3 separate regions of the Sus scrofa genome follow, and regions 1 and 3 are each linked to region 2. A link is a contact called in public Hi-C and promoter capture Hi-C data. All regions are on one chromosome and are shown on one strand. The core of a region is the stretch at or near the end of the contact, and the rest is flanking DNA. Distances in the headings are between cores, read along the strand shown.

Region 1 (2,700 bases), core at 2-2,501, 990 kb before region 2:
ATTCAGCCCCAGCCGAATGTTGCCGTGGCTGTGGCGTGTTTGCCTGCAACTCACATTTGACCTCTAGCCCAGGAACTTCTATATGCCACAGGTGTGGCCACTTTAAAAAAAGCCGCCAAGTTCCAAGAACAGCAAAGTCATTACCTCCCAAGGCAGACCACTTACTCTCCTGCTGCTGTTCCAGAACAAAAAGCTGACTCTCTGCATCTACTAGAAGGATTATTTCCATGTTTTGGATCATAGAAAACTGGTCTAATTCCTCTTTCATCTGTGACTGTCGCTCAAATATTTTAAGTCGGCCATCATCATGTTCTATCTTCACTTCAGCCCATCCCTCAGGGAGTTTGCTTATCCTAGCTAAACAGCCCCAGTTCCTTCAACTGCTTACTTCTAAGACACGGTCCAGCACTCACATTTATCCCTCCTTATTCCCCCTTCCTCACACTTCTCTGACTCAAGCCTAAAGCAGGATTAGACCTTGAACCTCATCTTACAGAACAGCAGCCTTATTCGTCAGCAGCTAAGCAAGTGTGTTGAGGACTAAAAAGGCTTAAATGGCACCACAGAAGCCTACTTCTTCCTTCATCCTCCAAGTAAGTTCTCAGGGGCAGGCAGAGTTGGAAAAAAAAGGGGGGGGGGGAATGAGACTTCCTTCTCCTCATTTCTAATGCAGTGCCATTAAAGACATCCTTAAAGATAACTTCCAACCTGCTACCAGACTCTGGCTCCCTGCTACAGCCCTGCACCAACAGTGAACCGAAGCCTGAGTCCTCCGGATGCTCCGCCCACAGGAGCACCAAGTCTAGAGTGAGCGTCAGGATCCCGAAACCCTCCTCCCCAGACCCGGGGGACACTCTCTGGGAGGCAGTTTTCCTCTGCGCAAGAGGAAACAGAGAAGGCTTGGCGGCGGGGGCCCAGCAGCTGGCCCTTCACACGCCGCCCAGGTCCGCACCCGGCACGGCCCACACACAGCTCCGCACGTGGTCTTGCCCCGGTCAGGCCTCACCCTCCTCCGGGTCCGCTTCAGGATCCGCTTCGCGCGGTCGCGGGTTCAACAACTGTTCCAGCTGTAGCGCCAGAGGCTGCGGCCCCGCCATGGTCACCAGGTCTCGCCCGCGCCGCGCTCGTGAATGTCGCCCTCTCCCTGCCGGGTCCTCCTGCCGGAGACTGCTCCCCAGCACAGCCAGGGACGCTCGGAGCCGGGCGCCCAGCTCCGGATCGGCAACTTCCGGGAGACTCGCGGGAGGGGGCGGGACTTTGTGCGTCACTACGGGCGTTGCTAGGATGAAAGCGGAAACGCCCGGAAGGCTGACGCGCGTGCGCGTGCGCCGAGGGGGCGTGTTGGGCAGCGCGGGAGCGAGCGGGAGCGAGCGAGAGCACGTGGCCGCCGCTGGCGCTGAGCCGAGACTGCGATGCGCGGTGTTTTTTTTGAGTAAAGTACGCTTGAAGATTTGTCTGAGATTGGCTAAAAAGTAAAGAATAGTGTAGCCGCGACCCTTGGTGGCTGATTTAGGGAGGAGGAGTAAAGAGTGAGCGCCTCGAGCTTCACGCGTGCTTTAGGGCACGCACAGACTAGAATCAAAAGCAGGTTTGGCATTTCATAATTTGGAGGAGTTTGGGGTCGGGCACACGCCCCTGACCCCGCGGTGGCCATGACTTGGAAATCCTGCCTCAGGGATGGGCTTGCGTAGCTGTGCAGTGGACTGCTGCATCCTTATTAATAAGAATAATAGAAGTCACTATGGCTGTGAATAAATAAAGGTCGATTCTGTAGCTTCTCCAGAGGAGCCTTGTCTGGGTAGGGAAATGGGGGTGGAGTGGAGATTACTCGTGCACACCAAAAGGTATTAATATCCTTGCTGTTCTTCAAAGATGAGGGCACACTCAGATGCTTGAAACTGGCGCACAAAAGCGGAAAAACTCAGATCTACAGTTCAAGGGGCACAGGTAGAGTCAAATATAAAGACCAAAGAAGAAACGGTAGCCAAGCACATGGAAAGATAAAATCCCTTCACATCCTCTTTCCCTCTTCAAACATTCCTTGACTGCCCACTATGTGGCAGGCGCTGTTAGATGAGATAGAGATGAGTAAGTGATTCTCTCCTGGTGGTGATCAGCCTAGGGGGCCAAACAAGTAAACAGAAACTGCAAAAAGGATTGATGAGGGTAAGTATAAAGTGGTCTGTCTTTCCAGGATCTGTTTGAGGTCACCTGTAAGGACCTAGAAGCCCCTAAACAGAAACTCCCTCAAAAGGATCCAGGAGACAGGGTTAGGGATACCCTATGCCCTGCTTGGGAAAAGCTCAGGCTAATTGGATCCCACAGCTGAACCGCCTGGGAAACCTTCCGTTCTCCAGTGTCTCCTGTGGAACCCAAGGGAACTGAAGGTCCCTGACTTCCCCAGTCTTCATAGGTCCCCATTGTTGAGAGCAAGAAGAGACCACTTGTCCTATGTCCCCTGTCTAGGAGGCTGCAGGGGGGAAGGAAGGCTCTCAGGGTAGACACCCTCAGACATGGAAGGGAAAGAATTCCAGGCTCGGATGGGGGGGTACCCTAGGCAGGGGACTGGGGTGAAGGAAAGTGTTTTGTTTTGGTTTGGATTTTTACCATCTGCAATAGAATTCAGTCCAGAAAAGAGCTCTTAAACAAATAAAATGGAACAAACAAACATATCCCTTGTAATTGCAGCCTGGTGCCCAC
Region 2 (2,700 bases), core at 103-2,602:
TGTTTATTGAAGTTTATTTATAACAAACTTCTGTGAGTTTATTTCTGTTTTCCTGGAGTTCCCGTGGAGGCTCAGTGGTTAACGAATCCGACTAGGAACCATGAGGTTGCGGGTTCGACCCCTGGCCTTGCTCAGTGGGTTAAGGATCCGGTGTTGCTGTGAGCTGTGGTGTAGGTCACAGACTCTGCTCTAGTCTCATGTTGTTGCTGTGGTGAAGGCCATCAGCTACAGCTGTGATTTGACCCTTAGCCTGACCATATGTCCTGGGTGCAGCCCTAAAAACTCAAAAAAAAAAAAAAAAAAAAAAAAGACGAAAAAATCTCCACAGTTCTGGGAATTTGTGTTGTGGAAAAAGACGAATGTTCAAAATCTTTTATTAGCCAATGTGCAAACATTAGCCTGATAAATATCACTTAGGGTGTCCTTTTTATTGGCACTAATTGAGCGTCACAAGCAAACGGGTGGCTTCTTGGCTAGGTCTCTGTCTGTCTCTCCAGCACTTGGTTAACTGCATATTTCCGGTGAGGTGTCTTTACTAAACTTTCACCTCCTCCACTCTGCTAAAAATTAAAAAAAAAATTCTACTGTTGTATCAGCCACTTTGTTACAAACTCCGTGCCTATTAATAAGCCATATTCTCACGGGATTGTCATGAGTGTTAAACTTGATAGTACTCATGAAGTGCCTAGGACTGTACTGAGTGTTCCTTCAATAAAACAGTAAATATATCTGATGGAAAGACACCATGGAAATCTCAATCTGTTCCTTACGGGAAGTATAAACAGGTAAGGAAGAGGTCAGGCGTGGTCCACAAACCTAAGTCAAATTGATAATACCCTCCTCACCCCTCATTCAGATCACCACCTAGGCTCCAGGGCTGCCCACCAGCGCAAATAAGCCTAGGCTCCCGGAAGGTAAACACATCGAGAAGGGCGGGGCAGAAGGCGGGTTCGGGATGGGTGAGTGGCCCGCTAACAGTGATTGGCAGCTGCCATGTCCACGTGCTTTGAGCTCCGAACCAGCTGTCGCGAGAATTCGATGTAAACAGACCGGTTCTCCAGTGGTCCGACTCCCAGCCTGAGACGCCCAAGTGAGGTGCACAGGCTTTTGCAGCATGATACTGTCTCACGAAGCTACGGAGGTTCTATGTGCAAAGGAAAAGAGACATGTTAGTCACTCCTCCACACCTGCCTGCGTTCGCAACCGAACCTGACACCTCGGCTTCACCCGAACTTACATACTGTTTTGTTTTCCCTCGAGCCCCAGCGGATTGGATCAATTCAGGAGGCGGGCCCGCCTCTTTTCTACTTGCTGGTTGGCGAAGCTGACCTCTGAGGGCGGTGCCCGGCAGCGAACAGTTTGCTTCTGGGATTGGCTAGAAAGGTAGTTCCGCTGAGGCGTGGTAGGAAGTGGTAACCGTCAATCACGAAGGGAGACTCCAAACAGTGAGCCTTGAGCTGGAGAACAGCGTTTACCGGCGGGGCGGCCGGTGAGAGGGCTGGCGGTGCTGTGGCTTTGGGGAGGCTGGGCGAGGACGAGGGACTAGCTGCGTGAGGGGAGAGGGCTTGGCTGGCAGGAATTCGACGAGGGGGATCTGTGGAGATCGGAGGGGGAGGGGAGGAAGGGCAAGGGGCCAGAGGGCGGCCAGGGGCAGCGGTGGCTCAGCGTTGGAGGTTAAGTGGGTAGCGCCGTGCTGGTTGTCTTTCAGGAGAGTGGGATCTGAGGGGCTGGCGAGGGTCTTCCTCAGGAGACAGGGCCCTTGAGGACTGTTCTTGGGAGGCTGTGTTTCGAGAAATAAAGGGAGGAATGGAAATGAGAGAGCTGAGGGACTGGAGGTGAAGGTATCCACTGGGGAAATGGGTACCTGGGCTAGTTGGGGCGAAGGGTGTTTTGGTTGTGGCAGATGGGACTCATCAATGTGCGAGTTTTCAGATAAGGTGATAGAATGCTCCCTGCTTAAAAGAGATGGTTTTAGGGGCTTTCAAGATTAATTCCAGGCTGTGGGCTTTCTTTCCTGAACCATGTAAGAGATCTGTCTCTTTTAACCTTAATCAAGCACATTCCATGCTTTTAAAATCTCCCCAGTGATTCAGGTGCTTTTTAGACATTCGAGGGTCAGGGTTCAATGACGTGACTGGAAAGGATAAGGGGCTTCTAATATAAGTTATTGTTGCTTATTTAGACAATGATGATTAGGTTACAGTAGTGGGGGTGGGGGATGGGGGTTTTAACAAATGGGATTTCAAACATCTTGTTAAATTGTGATCATGCAGTCTTTTTTTGAGTGCATATAATTGAGTTTCAGGTGTACATATATATATGAGTTTCAGGTGTACAACACAATGATTTGAAAGTTGTATATATTGTGAAATGACCACCACAGTAAGACTAGTTCACATCCATCACAATACATGTTAAAATACACAGTCTTATTCATAGAGTCCCCACAGTCTTAGTTGGAGGTATTACCTCATTGTTCCATTTGGTCTTAAAATAGTGTACCAGGTATATTTTCATTGTTCTCAATGGAAGATTTCAGTAAATTCTTTAATTTTGGCTCACAAAGGTAGCACATTTGTTTTTATAAAGTGATCCTGTGCTGGGCTTTGCATCCCTTCCTAGTTTATATTAACAGGGGATCACAGGGTCCTGCAAGAGTCTTAAGTAGTTTTGTGGTTCTTGTCGTGGTCCAAATAAGAA
Region 3 (2,700 bases), core at 84-2,583, 600 kb after region 2:
GAAGAGGCTGCGGAGCGGGCTGCTGACACCAGGGGGCAGCACTGATCTGGAGCCTCAGGTTGGCCGTGGGCAGACAGGGAACCCGAGGAGGGTCGTTGAAGCGGCCGCGCGGTGGCTGCAGCGCCCCGGGTGGGGTGGAGTGATACTCCAGGGCCTCGAGAAGCCCTGGGCCCAAGCGCAGCTTGGAGGGTCGCTCCCACTTCCCCCCGGCCCCCACCACACACGTCCCCTCCCAGAGTCGCCCTCGCGGCTCTGCGCTGGGTCCCAGCTGCGAGCCTGAGTTCGGCTTCGGGAACCGCGCGGCCGAGTCCGAGACAAAGGCCAGGCGGCTCCCTGGCCCAATTAGGCCACCCGCCTCCCCGCCTTCATTGTTCCCGGGGTCGCCAATTATCCCAGGCGCCCCGCGTCCCACCGCTCCGGTGCCCCAAGGCCTCCTTAACCCTTCAGGGCCTGGCACCAGGGGCCCTAGATGGCAGAATCTCCAGGGGACGAGTGTGGAAGGCATATTGGCAGGTGATAGGGGTTGCTGACCTGGCGTGCCCCGGGCCCTGTGCGTTGAGACTGTGGGGTGTGAGAAAGAATTGTGCCTGTCCGCGTGGGATTGTGAGTGTGATTCACAGGGGAGCTTGAAGACTGGAGGTGTAACTGTGTTGGGCGGGGGAGCTCCAGGAGATCCCTAGTGGATGGGTGGGAAGGACCGTGAGACCGAGGGGACCTCATTGCCTCTTCTGTCAATCTGAGTTTCCTGAGCCCTCGAGTCATCCCTCAGCCCACCCCCAGAAATGCTGCCGTGGAGGAAATCTTGAGCATTGGTGGCCTGGCCCTGCCCTCCCCAAGGGCGCAGAACTAGGATATGCTTCCCCAGCATACCGTGAAGTTGGCGCAGGGCACCCCTTGGAGCCAGAGGTGCGCGTTCAGCTTGATGCGCCCCAGGACACCCACAGGTGCAAGTTCCAGCTCAAGGCCCCGCCCCCTCTGGCACCCCACCCCCATTTCCCGGATGTGGGACAGTTCAAGGGACTGAGCCTCAATGAAATCAAGGTTTAAACTCTGAGCCTGCCTTCCTCACCGGCTTTGGGAAGTACCCCAAATCCAATCCCACTCTGCCGTCTCCTTCACTGACCCGGACCTCAAAGTCCGGGGCAGCAGCCCCGCAAGCAGACCCGGTCTGGCGAGGGACCGGAGGCACCGTGATCTAGGGCCCGGCCAGCAGAGCGGAGACCCGTGCGCACCTGGGGAAAAGGGCAAAGGGAAAGGAGCCTGAGCTCCGGGTCCTCTTTGGGCGCTCTCCGGGGAGTGCCTCTGGGAGTGCAGCCTGCTCAGCCACTCTGAATACGCTCTGTCCCCGTCCCAACGCACCGGAGACTTCGATTTGCCTTTGGAGCACCTTTTAGGCCGTCCGGAGGTTCAGACCCGCTCATCCCACCTCGCACCCGGTCGCGAAGCACCGGGTTCCCAGAGCGGACGGCCGACGCTCTTCCTGGCCCCTCCTTTTGGTACCTTCCTCGGCTCCCGGCGGGGAAAGGACTTGGCGAAGGCCCAGTCCGCGGGCCGCGGCAACTCCCTACATGCCCACCAGATGGCGCTCCAGGCCAGGGGCCGGCAGCGGCCGGACAGCTCGCCTCGGGCTAGAGGCGGCGCTGGACGGAGAGCCGCAGCAAAACCCGCTTGGAGACCCAGCCACAGACTGACGTGGACCCCGGCCCAGAGACGGCACAGATAGCCGAGGAATCGAGGCGCTCCGCGGAAGCCAAAGAAGGCTCTGAACAGAGGCTGCCGACCCAAGGATGGGATTACCCGAGTTTCGGGCGGGGAGGCTTTTTCCCTTCTCCTGGGGGCCGCCCTGCCAGGCCAGCTCCCCACCCTGCGAAGCCTCAGCTGGAAACACCCACCGCCGCCTTTGGTGTGCCGGGCGGACTGGACCCTCGCGATCCTCTCCCGTCAGGAGGCCGCCTGGCTCCCGCCTTCCAGGTCCCTCGGAAGTGGGGCTGTGGGCTTGGTTATGTTGCGTGCCATCGAACTGCCTTGCCCGGCGAGGCCCCCTCGACGGTGCCGGTGGGAGGATAGGAGGTGGAGGGGGGCTCCCGCCCGGAGCTCCACCAAGTGCCTTCCTCTAGTTCACCCTCCCCCACCTCGGTCGCCTCTTCCCCTGATCACGGGGGCGGCAAGATAGGGCCCCCCTGGGGTGAGCCTTGCAGAGCTGCTCACCCCAGGGGTCCTGCCTCAGTAGGCCCCGGGTGCCAGAAGCCTTGGGGAGGCTTTAGGTCTTCATTGTTCCAGTGGGAAGTGGTGGGAACTGGGGAGGGCACAGCAGGCTGAGAGTCTCTCCCCTAGGGTTTAAAAGCCACCAAGGTTCTGGGTCTGGTTTGATGGGGGGCGGGGAGTAGGGTCATCTTGCCAGTTTAATTCAGAGGTGAGGTTTGGAAGCCTGATTCCGGGGCTCCTTAGCGGCTCCTCCTCGGAGAGGGGAGATTACCTCTTCTATTATTAACTAAAGGTACACAGCTAGGGAGTTCCCCGTGGTGGCTTAGCGGAAATGAATCTGACTAGCATCCTTGAGGAAGCAGATTGGATCCCTGGCCTCGCTCAGTGGGTTAGGGATCCAGAATTGCTGTGGTCACAGACGAGGCTAGGATCTGTCATTGCTGTGGCTGTGGTGTAGGCTACAGCTCCCATTCGACCCCTAGCCTGGGAACCTCC

What was found. Promoter capture Hi-C pulls out the DNA fragments that hold promoters and counts their contacts. A called contact is a pair of places that touch in the nucleus more often than the background predicts.
Region 1: a contact with region 2 is called in a Hi-C map of liver, with 5 times the contacts expected there. The contact joins the promoter of AATF here to the promoter of BCAS3 in region 2. A contact is called at or near these places in 2 of 47 Hi-C or Micro-C datasets (heart right ventricle and liver).
Region 3: a contact with region 2 is called in a promoter capture Hi-C map of fetal liver, with 3 times the contacts expected there. The contact joins the promoter of C12H17orf82 here to the promoter of BCAS3 in region 2. A contact is called at or near these places in 1 of 5 promoter capture datasets (fetal liver) and 2 of 47 Hi-C or Micro-C datasets (embryonic fibroblasts and liver).

What each region holds. Positions count from the first base shown.
Region 1 is chr12:38,460,360-38,463,059 of Sscrofa11.1, reverse strand. It overlaps AATF (protein AATF), which reads right to left and starts at 1,251. Exons shown (of 12, transcript XM_003131707.4): 1 at 1,007-1,251. The coding sequence starts at 1,097.
Region 2 is chr12:37,473,873-37,476,572 of Sscrofa11.1, reverse strand. It overlaps BCAS3 (breast carcinoma-amplified sequence 3), which reads left to right and starts at 1,352. Exons shown (of 27, transcript XM_021068161.1): 1 at 1,352-1,489.
Region 3 is chr12:36,874,188-36,876,887 of Sscrofa11.1, reverse strand. It overlaps C12H17orf82 (putative uncharacterized protein C17orf82 homolog), which reads left to right and starts at 1,333. Exons shown (of 2, transcript XM_013981132.2): 1 at 1,333-1,603; 2 at 1,606-2,624. The coding sequence starts at 1,333. The coding sequence ends at 1,691.